2 separate regions of the Cricetulus griseus genome follow, and region 2 is linked to region 1. Evidence: chromatin contacts called from public Micro-C data. All regions are on one chromosome and are shown on one strand. The core of a region is the stretch at or near the end of the contact, and the rest is flanking DNA. Distances in the headings are between cores, read along the strand shown. Region 1 overlaps Pbx1 (pre-B-cell leukemia transcription factor 1). Region 2 overlaps Pbx1 (pre-B-cell leukemia transcription factor 1).

Region 1 (2,550 bases), core at 37-2,536:
AATTTCAAAAACAAACAAACAAAACAAAACAGAACCTATAACCTATGAGATTCCTTTCAGAAATTCCCCAAAAGGAAGGCTATACCTTTGAAAAGATGGATGTGAGGGCTCAGCAGGTAAGCCTTATTGAGCAAGCCTAAGAGCCCACATTCTCTTTCTGAAACTCAGGTAAACATGGAAGGAAAGCCACCAAGTAGTCACCTCACTTCCATACACACGCACTGTAGCACAGGTGTACATGCATACACACACATACACACACACACACACACACACACACACACACACACACACACACAATAAAAATAAATACAGTTTTAAAAAATGAACACAAATGTTACAAATATTTGCTTTATGATTTTCAAGCTCATGATTTTTTTTAAGCAACTAAGTGATAGATTCTTAGAAAACATCAACCTGGTGGGTACATCGAGGTCTACTCAACCAGCCACATTTGGGTAGACTAGACTTCCACACAGGGAAGGGTAACAAACAGATCTCACTTATGTTCAGAATGATGAACCATTAACTGACGTAGCCACACAGCCACCAATATTTCTATCATAGGTTGGCACAGTTGAGGTCAGACCAGTGGGTTAAAAGCAGCAGCACCCTCAAGGGCATGGAGTTGAAGACAATTTGTGGAATCCAGGTACCACATCCTCAGAGCCTCCAAACAGACATCTTTAAAAGGAGGGCTGATAAGAGTTGCCTGAAAGACGACTTCTAGGGGTGAAGACCAATTAGGACATAAGCAAGCCTCCAGGGCAACTCAGAGGAGGGAAGATTCATTCTAGGTAACGATAGAAAATAACTCGAAAACATAAGGCTGTAAAAAACTGTCCTTCAACTGGTTAAATCTGCCAAGTGCACACAACCCAATTTTACGTTTTCTTACAAAAGCAGTATTTGTCAGGTGCAAGGGCTTTGCATTTGGTCTGTTCTTTGTAGTCTCCTGGGATCTGATTGTGACTTTATAAATAAAAAGGCCAAAGCGAGTTGTCCCCTGTAGTCAATGTCCAGAAGGCTGCTCACACTGTGTCCTACGGCCTGTTTTGAGAGGAGTCTTTACATTCTATCACCATTTCCCAAGTCTCCCGAGGTCCCCAACCCCTGCTGTTGACATCTTCCTCGAGTGTCCAGAGCAGCAGACTGTCTCATTAACAGTCTCATTAACTATCTTAGTCCTTCCAATGTGCAAAGAGTTTGGTGAGGGCTTTGTAGCCCTCCATCTCCTCGCCTGAATCATTCCCTGCTGAATCATCATTCGTCATTCATCACCCAAATAAAAAGACATCGCCCTGCTAGCCCAGCCCAGGAAACAAATTATTTGATGTGGTTAATTAAGAGTGTGAAGACCTGTGTAAACTTCAGGAGGAGGGAGAGTGCTGGAAGGAAAATCTATGACTGGTTTCTCTGCTTATTGGCAAGCCATTTCCCAAAACATTGGTCTTGATATAAGAAGATGCACGTAGAATTTGAATTTCATTTGTCCCCACCCTGCCTATAGGAAGACGTGTTCCTCACACTGGCTTTTTTGTAGGTGCAGGTAAACAGAAATGGAATTTGCAATGCCTGCCATTACCTCAGAAGAAAAACCGAGAAGTCCATAAAAATGACCCTGCAGAACTGGGTCAGAGAGGGGCCTGTGGAGAGGGTATGCTTAAGGTTCATCTTAGGATTATGTTGGTATCTGCTGATTTTCAGATAGCATTATCTTTTGTAGAAAAAAACTGCCATATTTAGCTTGACTTGGATAATTGTTAGTGGACAAATTGGCCAGTGAAAACAAATAAATTACAAACCATAGTTCAGAGTGCCAGGGGATGGGGTTGGCTTCCCCCTAAGAGCTTATGGCAATGGAGTGACCAGTTCTAAAGATGTTTTGCTGGAGGCCTAGCTACCAGCTAGTTTCCAAGTGGTCACGTAGAAAAAGCCAACAGCTTTGTTCATCAGAAAAACAGTTCTTCCATAAGGACAGCAATCACACAACACTCTCTTCTTTCACTGCCAAATGAATTGTGCTTGGTAATCTCAAAGTGCATCAGTTATAGAGACAGGGACGATGCCTCTGATGCTGCCCAGAGTGAGGCTGCCCACTACCAGCCATCTATTGGAAGAATGTCAATCTCAGGAGCTGAGTTCATCTGAGGACATTCCATTTTGCCTTGTTGGTTACTTTTACATGCACCAAGCAAGGATTTCCCTTGCCCTCTAAACACAGATGACTCTGTATACAGTGAAGAGTTTTATTGGCTACTGTCTTTCACTTTGTCTTTCCGAAATCCACAAAGTTCTCCATGTCTAATCTTAGAATCCCACCTGCCATGCAAGATGCTATGTTGCATTAGGAAGTTCTGCTTCAGACATGAGTGTGTTCACCATCAGACACATTTTCTGAGACTCGGGACAAGAAATACTAAATGCATGGGGTTTTCAGAAAATGAATGAATTAACCACTTTAGGCATCTTTCATCTCCTCTCCAGAATCTGAACCTAATTTATGCTGTCTTATTCCATCACTATTCATATCCAACCCTACATAGTAGG
Region 2 (2,550 bases), core at 30-2,529, 94 kb before region 1:
GGCTAAGCCTTTTTTTGCTGGTGCTTGAACTGAAGTACACAGGACACAGAACTAGCTCTGCAGGTAAATTAAGTTGGGGTTCCTTCTCCCCTCTTCTGGTCTCACAGCTGTTTCCACTGGTGCCCAGGTAGCGGGGTGGACAAACAGACATTAAGGGGCAGCCTGTAGTCTCACAGGGTAGAGGTCAATGTCAGCTTCTCTGCTGCCTTTTACAAAATTCCTTTCTGTTTTTCCTAAACAAGTTACACCAGTAAAACTGATAGCATGGTGTCATTTCCACAGCTTCAAAAATACCCCCTTCTGTCCTAACATAGACAAAAAATTCACAGAATTCTTCGACTACCACACCTCCAAAAGTTACAGTAAGGGCCACAGTCCTCTTGAAAGGTGAATCTCCCTTTGCTTCCAATGCTGGAAGATGGAGCTGGATGCTGCTCTTCCTGATAGCACAGTGATGATCAGCTGGTACCACACCTTGGTTTTCAAGTTCAGCATCCCGGCTAGGATGACCTTTTAGTTCCTGGCTCTCTTTCTGCTTTGCAAAACAGAACTCCATCACCATCCCTCTGCCACCAAGATGACCTCTGAGCTCTCAGAAACAGTGTAGAGAAAGGCAGCTTGATGGCTCCAATGAACGATGTGCCTAGCTCTTCTGTCAAGGTTCTATAATATTTGTAGAACATATATTCCTTCTCCCTACAGCAAAGTTAAAATGCTATAAAACACCTCATCTTTGAAAGTTACCTCTAAATGGGCACTGGAGCCATGATGACATTAGAAAATAAAGCAACTAGCTTAAGATTACACAACGCAGTGTGAATGGAACATAAGCAGTGTGAATCGCCCTTAATCGGCCCTTCTTCTAGCCAGGATCCCGAGATACAGTGATTGGTCCAGATCTAGAGACTTCTACTTTAGGCCAATGACAATACTAATGGTTTTAAAACTCTGGATGGCCATGACATGTGGTGGATCATCTGTCCAGAAGTTAAGTGATAGGAATACAGTGTGCGTGCGTGCGTGTGTGTGTGTGTGTGTGTGTGTGTGTGTGTGTGTACAAAACAAGAAGCAGGCATTTCTGTAATTCTTCCCTCCTGCAGGTCACTCCTGTGGTCCTGTGCTTGGTCCTGTGCCTACACTCCAGAAACACTGTAGTGGGCGCTGGTGTCCTGTGACTAACTACTCAGGTTTTCCTCATGAAAAGTAGCATTGCCATTAGTCTCATGACCCAAACACCCCTGAGACTGTTTCAAAGATGCTAAAGCAAACGTCAAGGAATGGTTTCTCCAGTTACTCATCTGATTGCTAAGCATTTACGCAATTTATGTGGTGAATGAAACATAGCCACCATCTGAGAATGGCAGCTTTCCCTTGTTTCCCTGATGTGTATAGGGCACTTGGAGTGCACAAAAACGTAAGACCACGAATCCAATACAGGCATTCAGTCTGAAATGTTGGCCCAGCTGTTGAAGCTCCAGCTCGCATACATAAGGGTGGACACACTGGTCTCAGATTCCTAAATTCTTCACAATGAAAGAGGAGAGACTTAATCCTTATACAGCAAAGACTCCCTAGTGCTCAGATTGGTTTAAAATTTTGCAGTCACTTCTATTGCTTTGCTTTGGTGTGTAAAATTCACTGTAGTTGCTTTTGGATTTTTCTTTCAGTGACAAATTAATTTAAGTTTACAAGGAAAAGAAATCCCTAGGGGTAGAATTCATCCATTTGAAGAATATGCTGATTTTTAAGAAACTATGATTTCCCTAGAAACCAAAGAGCAGAGTTTAAGGAGGGAAAGAGGACTCGGGTGGGGGGAGTCTTTTTAGGAGAGGGAGATAAAATAACTCACAGAATGTCTCTGGATCAAGAGGCATGACAGGGACAGATGTCCTAGCGTTGAGGACAGAGTACTACACCATGTCCCTTCTGGATCACATCACAGCACCTTGTCTCATCAACCATATGGTTCTGCAGGGGTGACCATGCCCTTTACACCTGAGCCACACCCAGATTCTTGGGGATTGACATTCTCTGCTCCCACAAAGAAAGGCAGGGATGGAAGAGGAAAAGGAGCCCAGCTCTGGTGAACTGTGATCAATGCCTAGAGATTTATAGCAATTCATTCATGGACCAGTTCCTTTTTTTATGAAATATACTTAATTTGTTTATCCATTACACTTAAAAAAAAGCATTATTGAAAGTAGGCTGGTTGATTAAGTTTACAAAAAGTACTTGCCTTATAAGCATGGAAACCTGAGTTCAATCCCTAAGAACCCATTGGTAGGGGGAGGGGTATACTCTTGTAATCTCAGCACTGGGAAGGGAGGCAGAGACAGGTAAATCCCCAGAGGCCTACTGGCCAACAGGTCTAGACTAATTGATGAGTTATAGACTCTGTCTCAAAAAGCAAGATGAAAAGGTAGAGACAGGATTCCCGAGGAATGATAGCCAAGGTTGTGCTTTGTCACACACACACACACACACACACACACACACACACACGCGCGCGCTATATACACACTTTCACAAACCATTCCCTGAGTGGGTACT

The links. A called contact is a pair of places that touch in the nucleus more often than the background predicts.
Region 2: a Micro-C map of the CHO-K1 cell line shows a contact between it and region 1, with 3 times the contacts expected there. The contact joins two enhancer-like sites. A contact is called at or near these places in 2 of 8 Hi-C or Micro-C datasets (both in the CHO-K1 cell line).

The regions. Positions count from the first base shown.
Region 1 is chr5:24,401,492-24,404,041 of CriGri-PICRH-1.0, reverse strand. The region is part of intron 2 of Pbx1 (pre-B-cell leukemia transcription factor 1); the gene reads right to left. Among named protein-coding and RNA genes, the nearest start is that of Pbx1, 110 kb to the right of the region's middle. Within about 2 kb of position 1,286, at least 1 of the 6 cell types and tissues checked has open chromatin away from gene starts, as enhancers often do. A contact at or near this core is called in the CHO-K1 cell line, where this site is marked.
Region 2 is chr5:24,495,065-24,497,614 of CriGri-PICRH-1.0, reverse strand. All of the region lies in intron 2 of Pbx1 (pre-B-cell leukemia transcription factor 1), which reads right to left. Among named protein-coding and RNA genes, the nearest start is that of Pbx1, 210 kb to the right of the region's middle. Within about 2 kb of position 1,279, at least 2 of the 6 cell types and tissues checked have open chromatin away from gene starts, as enhancers often do. A contact at or near this core is called in the CHO-K1 cell line, where this site is marked.